Linked DNA regions of Hordeum vulgare: region 1 is linked to region 2. The links are chromatin contacts, called in public Hi-C maps. All regions are on one chromosome and are shown on one strand. The core of a region is the stretch at or near the end of the contact, and the rest is flanking DNA. Distances in the headings are between cores, read along the strand shown.

Region 1 (3,905 bases), core at 1,110-3,609, 810 kb before region 2:
TAGATCGGTTGAATTGGCCGCCTCTCTGCCGCTGAATTGTTGCCGCATGATTTGAGCTCCTCCCATCATTGTCGAATTAAAGCCGCACACCCGTCGCTACGCCGTTGCCGCTTTTCCGTCACGGGAATAGACCTTCTCGCACCACACGGTCGCCACTCCGCTGCCCCGTCGCGACCAGTCCACCAATCGATACACATCAACGTCGTCGACCATTCAAGCTCCCCCCGCCATGTTTGACCTCCTGAATCTCGATGTTCGGCCACTGACGCACCTTCTACCGTCACTCGTTTCGTCGGCGCTCCTCCCGGGTCTCGACTGACTAGTTTTTACATCTTCAAATACACCATCTATTGGAGTTGCACTTGTACATCTCCAATATACATCATCTGTTGGAGTTGTCTCTTTTTTGAGATGTAAAAAACTTTTTTTGAAGATGCTCTAACTTTATTGGTTCACTTTGCAAATTGCACTATTTTAGTCCTTTTACATTGGCACGTAGTAATATGCTTTTGCACCAAACTCTGCAGGTGTATACGGCCAGTTCTTTTAAGCAGATTATAGAGAATCTTGGTCTGAAAAATCTGCAGCCAAAAGAACTCGATTGCGTCTTCAAAATCTTGAGAGGATTCTGTAGAATCCTAGTGCAATACAAAATCTTTAAAATAGTTGGATTTTCCCAGAATCTCAAGATTTTGGCTACTCCCTCAAAAGAAATGGTTCGAATTAAAAAGTGTCTCTGTTGCAGCAGGTTATTACGACAAAAATGCCATCGACCTACCCACGTCTGGATCGCGCGACCTCGAGCAGGGTCAGCGCTAGGGTTCCAACGTCTCCGCCGGCCTCGCCTCGCCATCCTGGACATCGGCTACGCCGGCCCGTTCCTCATCGCCACCGGTCCCGACTCCTTCCGTACCCCATCTTCCCCTACCGCCTCTAGACAACAGCGACGGCCGTGGCCCCTCTGCCTCCACCAGACGCCGACGCAGCCAGCCATCCCTCTCTTTGAAGCAAATCAGTCGCCCAGCGATCTCCTTCGTACAACCCACGGCAATCATCACTTTGTTCCTCTATTTTGTATGTTAATTGCTAGCTGCATGGATGGATTGAAGCCTCCCGTGTGTTGTTGTTAGATGAATGGATAAATAGATTTCTATATGCTATCAGATGGAAGAATGCCGATGTTGACAAAGAGTACACACTATTAGATGATGGTAGCGTACGAATTTTTATGAATGATGTTGTTAGATGAATATGGTGTTCCTCTCTTTCTCCTGTATTTTCTACTGTGATATTTTGATACCAGATAAATAGTGGTATTCGATGGGTAAATGTTGTTGTTCGATGCTAATGTGAGGATGATGAGTGGTAATGGTAGAATACCTTTTAAAACAACAAAGGGCAATACCGACATTTCAACACGCAACTCAATCCATAATTTCAAACTGCAATCTTAGAAAAGAAATGGACGACAAATTTTGTAAGAAGCAGATTCTGAATTTTTCAGAATCTTGATTCTGTAGAAAAAAGAACTGGCCCTACATCTTATAGCACTCTCTTTATTTGATATATATGACCGATTATTCAATCTCAAACCCGAGCTCAGATGCACCGAGTGAACAGTAAAGAAAAAAAAAATCCCTTTTGTGGTGTAAGATGCTTCTATGTTTGAACTCCGTGCGAAAAAGATAATTTTTTTATTGTCACGGGCTCCTCGAATGTCCAAACTTCATCAAAATTTGTACGGAGATTACACATTTGAGCATCTTGCTTGCAAAAAAGTTCAGTTTTTTTGATTTTGTTTTATTTTTTTAGCGATTTTACTGTTCATCACATCCATATATGGACTTATAAGCATTTGTTTTTTACATTTAACCATCCATAATATTAATAATGTACTTCCTCTGTATTAAAAAAAACTGTAGTTGAGAAGAACTAGTTTAATTCTTATCAACAACAATTATTTAGGAACAAAGAAAGTATGAGATATATATCACATAAAGCATACCATTGAACTCATATTTCAAAGGATTTTTCAATACTATAATTTTTATAGCGTACATCTCATCTACTATTGATCAAAGCGATGGTCAAATCAAATCTTGAAGCACTTTGTATTAGGCCATATGTGTTTGGATGGATGGCATACCATTTTATGCATATCATATGTGTTTGGATGGAGGGCATACCATTATGCATATCCATGATTTATTTCAAAAAAAAGAGAAGAAAAGAAAGGATTGAACAAAACATGCATTGGCTGACTACAAGAAAGATGTAAATCTCGGGGACTTTCCAACATTTCCTCCAGCAAAGAGGAAGGAGACCAAAACAAATCCCGAAACGCAAAATAAATAGACCGGAGGCGCACCCGCCTTCCTCCCGTCCGTCATCACCGCCACCTCCCCGTCCACGGCTCCACCTCCGCGCTCACACCTCCCTTCCCTGTTCCCTCCCGCCCGCCCGGACCCGAGATCCCGCAGCGCCACCCGCCGCCCCGCCCACGCAAGCACCCGCGCGCCTGCCGGCAGCGCAGCCGAAGCAACCCCGACCGCACCTAGCCGGCAGGGCCAGATTCCCTGTGCTCCGGCGGGGCTAGATCTGCGAGATCCCGCCCGCCGATCCCACCTCCCCCGAGGTACAGTCGAGGGCACGAGTTCCTCTTATATCTTCGTCTTTCGCCTCATTTCTGCGATGCTGGAACTTGTTTTGGGTAGTCTGACTCTGGACTTGTGATCCAGTGGTGTAGGCAGCAGCACGCGGTTGCTCTGCATTTGACAGGGACTCAGTAGCTATGTCGCGTGTTTTTTAGGAGTTCTGTGATCTTCCATGGATTAGCTAGCTAGCTGCTCATGGGGGGTCATATCGGGCTTTGCAAGTTAGTATGTGTTTTTATGTTCACGGCCATGCTATTTTTGTTAAATTTCATTTCGGCTCTGATATATGTGAATCTGCGGAATGTTGTGAATTTGGAGGGAAATGCTAACTAATATCACCTCTGTTCCGAATTATAAGACGTTTTGAATATTTCAATATGGACTACATAGTACATACGAACTGAAATGAGAGAACAGACACTCTAAAACACGTCTACATGCATCTGATTAAAAAAATGTTAAAACATATTATAATTTGGAATGAGGGAGTAGTAGTTACTCGGTTTGCAGTGATTAGTTTGCTCATTTTGAATTTTATGTCTTGGACACAGGTGTGCGCAGGGAATCCTTACATGTCACGGCTATAGAGTGATATATATATCTTACCGGTGCTGTTTGTGGTGCTGCTGGTCCTGGTTGGTTTGAGAAGATGCAGAGGAATGGGGTGATGGAATGCAGCGTCTGCCACTCCAAGGTGGTGGCGACCCCCAGGAGCATATCAAGGGCATATGACAAGCACAAGAGCAAGATATCATCCAAACAGCGTGTGCTCAACTTCCTTCTTGTGTCCGGGGACTGCGTCTTGGTCGGCCTTCAGGTATTTCATTAACGCCTGTTTGGATGGGATTGAGAATGTGGCATATGTTTACTGGAAAAATGTAACACTATAATGGGAATCAGAATCCATGTTATGTGCTTCTTCTGATAGAGTATGGATGTATGATTATGTCTTTCTTCTAGTAATTTAGGTTTGCTTGTGCTCTCAATTTGCCAGAGATTTTTTTCTTCTGAATTTCCCAAACACGGCTACCATCTGTGGACTTCATGCTCTAGTGCTGTCATAAGCTCAATTGCTGTTTCCCTTAAAAATGAATTTTCATCAATTTGCCAAAAAGATATATTGGCAGATCCGGCAGCGTTCCACCTAGAGTAAATACTAAATCGGCTTACGACTACCTGTACATTTTTAATGTGGAGTTCGTACAAACATGTAGTCAATCTGTAGCTTGTATCTGATTGCAGACAATTTAC
Region 2 (3,902 bases), core at 21-2,520:
GTGTGCCATGTAGCATGTACTGTAGGCTGAAGCAGATAGTATTAAATAGAAGGGTATACCTTTGATTTCGTAGAAAGAACAGTGCTTTTCATTAGCGCAATGGGATCTGAAGGAATCTTATGGAACAACAAGGAGAAGACTCAAAGGTGAGCTACAATAAGAAAAAACAGAAAAGAAGATGCATGATCACATGGAAACCCTATTTACCAGTGCTGGCGCCCCATCCTTAACGGTGTAACGCTTGTGCTGGGAGTTAGGCTGAAACAGACATTGAACTTATAAGGTAATATATTGATGGGAACAATTTACAGACAACAATACAGAATGCAGACATATTAATTATTCGAAGATAGCATTGGCACATACATACTGCAGTCTGTCCTGAAGACCAAGATCGTCGATTAGCCTACTAGCCTCCAGTGCACTTTCTGTCTGCAGGTAACAGAACCAATTTATTTCATCAGCTAATCTGCCAGCTTCCATGTCAGTTTTGAGTTCTAATAACGAGAAGAGTGCATGCCCCACCGAGAGACCAACTGCACACACAAACACATGCTTCTTCCATTTCAATTTTGAATCCTAATAAGGAGAAGAGTACATGTACATGCCCCACCAAGAGACCAACTGCCCACACGAGCAATTGCTACAACGAGCACTACGCCAATAATGTAGACAGGTCGCTCAACTCGCTCCAGCCTTCGCCACAATCCGTGGCATACAGAGACAGCGACGCACAGCACCACAGGTTATTAACAAACAGAGATGGGCTCACCATGGTGTTGGCTCCTTCGTCCCAGAGGAATCCGCCGTCGGAGTTGGTCCGTATCTTCCCTCCCGCGCGGTCTTCCGCCTCGAACACGGTGACCCGCACGCCGCTCTTCCTCAGCATGTACGCCGCCACGAGCCCACTGCACGGACCCACCATTCCGTCAAACACCTCGCGTGCGCGAGCGCAGGACCACCCGAGAACTCGGCTTGAAATCGCGTGGCCTCACCTGACGCCGGCGCCGACGACGGCGACCGACCTGGCGCGGGGGTCGTCGGAGGCGGCCATGGCGAGCACGGGGCGGACGCGGCGCCCTCGCCCGCGCGCGGACGCGGACGCGGAGCGACGGGGCCGGGACGGGGAGGCGAAGCGGGCGGGAGCGTGGGACGAGCAGGAGGAGGAGGAGGGGGGAGCGGTGGCGGAAGTGAGCATTTGATTCGGGGTTTGGATGGGGAGGGGAGTCGCCCGTCGCCTTTCTCCGTTGCTGTCGTGTCGCCGATCGGAGCCGCGGAGTAGTAGGTGGCAGGGTGGGTAGACTAGTCTAGTCAGTGGGTCGAAACCGGAGGCGGCGCCTTGGTTGTGCCACGACGCCTTCGCTATGCAAATCGGCTGTTCCGGGAGCACTAAAATCATTTTTACTCGGACGGGCGGTCCCGGTTGAACGTCTGTACGATTTGGCTAGTTGTAATTACACATGGAGCTTTTCCTCACGGGCACATACATTTTTGGTGAATGTGACGATGCCGCACGAAAATAGAGAGAGCATAAGACGGTGTTACAGTTTACACCTGTCGCCGCCGCCTTTCATCGTCCACTTCTTGATGAGGCAGGTGATGACCCTGGCCAGCCGCTTGGACTTGGACCTGCTCAGCCGCGACGCCGGCCTCCTGCCCTCGCCGCTCTGCTCGGAAGCCGCCGTCTTCCCTGCGTCCGCCTCTGCTGCCGCGGCCGCCTCCTCCTCCTCCTGTTGCTGCTGCTGCTGCTCCTGCTGCGCGGCGGCCTGGCTGGCCAACTCCAACAGCTGCACCCGCGGCTGCTGCTGCTCCAGCTCGCGCTGCCGCTGCTCCCGGAACAGCCGGAGCAGCTTCTGCGCCTTGTCCTTGGCCTTGCCCGTGCCGTTCGCCGTCAGGGACACCAGCGCGGGGATCACGCCCTCCTGCAGCACCGTCTGGCTGCACCCCTCGTCGCCGTTGCAGATCATCCACAGGCACGACACCGCCTTCTCCTGCTCCGCCGCCTCCCCGTTGTCCAGGATGAACACGATGTCGCCCACGATGGCCTGGTTCGCCGCGATCTCCTTCTTCCCGGGCCAGGTCAGCGCCAGGTTGATCAGCACGGCCAGGGCCTTGTCTGTCCACGACGACGACGACGACGACGACGGCGCCAGGACGGCGTGGATGCTCTGGACGATGCCCGACGACAGGAGCGGCGGGATGTTGGGCGCGTGCAGGGACAGGTTGTACAGCGTCAGGAGCGCGTCCAGCCGGCAGGTGCCGCTACGGTAGCCTTCTTCTTGCACGCACCTGATCAGGACATGGATGACTTCGCTCGAGCCGATGATGGCCTGCGCCTCCTCCAGACAAGAGAGGTTGAGGTACATCGCCACCGCTGCCTCGCAGGTCTCCGGTTTCTGTATCATCTGCTCCATCAGGGGGATAACTCCAGCTGAGAGCAGCTGCTGCTTGTTCCTACAAGGCAGACATGGAGCTGAAATGATCAGGCCAAAGAACTGAGCTAAGATCATCTACCTATGCTTGTTGCAAAGAGCCTTTTCTCTGACACTATGATTAGATGGAGTACGTAGAATGATCTACATTTGATATATATATACCTGTTATTGCTGACAGCAAGGTTGAAAAGAGCCATCGTTCCGACCTCCTGAGATTGCACGTCTTCTCTGCTGAGAGCCATCTTCAGGAAGCAGGTGAGTGGCTCAGTAATACCATTAGCACCCACATAGTCCCTGAGCTCATCATCATCCTTCAACTGGAACCTGACCTGCTCGACCACCTCACGCTGCTCATCGATGCACTCACTGCCCTTGTTTAGCACACGCAGCCAGCGTTCACATCTCTCGGGTGTAGCCTCCACAGGGTTATTCTGAAAAGAGCACTTCTCCACCGAGACCTCCTCTTCTTCTTCGCATGTCTCAGATGTCGACTCCCTGGAATTTTGGCTAGAGCACTTCTCCAAAGCAACGTCGGTCTTGAACTTGTCGTCTTTTCCGTCTTTTGCGCCCGCGTCTTCAAACAAAACCGTGCTAACACCATTCGTCACCAGGCATTTGCTACTCTTTAGAGATGTTATCCTCAAATATTTGAGCTTTGGAGATTCTGGCGGGGCGGAAGGAACTGGAACCCTGTTTTGTTCACACCAGGATGTTATCAGACCCTTGATGCAGTAATTGGGTGTCATGGAAAGCTGGGGTAACTCTTTCCGAGTCTTGGGGCAGGTTGTATTCCCACTGTTAAACCATTTCTCGATGCAAGCTCGCTCGTAGGTCTGACCAGATGCGATAACAACAGGGTCATACATGAGCTGCAGAGAGATTGGACACCTTAGCTCCTCAGGTGGCAGTGGCATGCTCCCTGATAGCCCTTTAATCTGTTTCAAACTGAAGGAGCCAGACCTAGGCAGGAGCTTCTCGAGAGAAGGGAGACTTCCATGGAGATCAATTGAGCTGGATATTGAAGTGAAGGAGCACGAAGGACTTGAGCACTGGGAGTTGATGGGATCCATTGTTTCACTCCTGAAATGACTTGAATATTTCCTCATAAGATGCAGGAGATAGGATGCTATTGATTCTTTCTTCGTGTCTTCTTCTGCCTGGGCTCTTTCAAGAAGCCTTCTAAGTGCTCTTCTCTCAGTAAGAGCTGCAGCAGATGATGTAATGCCAGCTCTCAAAATAGTTTGCCGAAACAATTCAAGTTCATTGTCATCAAGGAATCCATTGGATTTCTTCTCATTCTGAATTATCTGTTTCACTTGATCACCAACTTGCTTTTCAGCCTGATCCAAAGCAAAAACTGAATTCTCCAGCTCATGTGCAATCTCTGGGATCTGAAATTTTCCAACAACAGATAATTATCTAAGGGTTTCGCCAAAAATATATCATCCAAATAATAGGCATGCAAAA

The links. A called contact is a pair of places that touch in the nucleus more often than the background predicts.
Region 1: a Hi-C map of leaf shows a contact between it and region 2, with 6 times the contacts expected there. The contact joins the promoter of LOC123427087 here to the promoter of LOC123427083 in region 2. A contact is called at or near these places in 3 of 6 Hi-C or Micro-C datasets (leaf and seedling).

What each region holds. Positions count from the first base shown.
Region 1 is chr2H:538,513,303-538,517,207 of MorexV3_pseudomolecules_assembly, reverse strand. LOC123427087 (CMP-sialic acid transporter 4) reads left to right here and starts at 2,359. Exons shown (of 16, transcript XM_045111040.1): 1 at 2,359-2,635; 2 at 3,206-3,471. The coding sequence starts at 3,304.
Region 2 is chr2H:537,699,847-537,703,748 of MorexV3_pseudomolecules_assembly, reverse strand. It overlaps LOC123427083 (protoporphyrinogen oxidase, mitochondrial), which reads right to left and starts at 1,270. Exons shown (of 17, transcript XM_045111035.1): 1 at 996-1,270; 2 at 773-908; 3 at 367-432; 4 at 208-258; 5 at 60-116. The coding sequence starts at 1,198. LOC123427082 (U-box domain-containing protein 7-like) reads right to left here. Exons shown (of 6, transcript XM_045111034.1): 5 at 2,598-3,826; 6 at 1,384-2,454. The coding sequence ends at 1,542.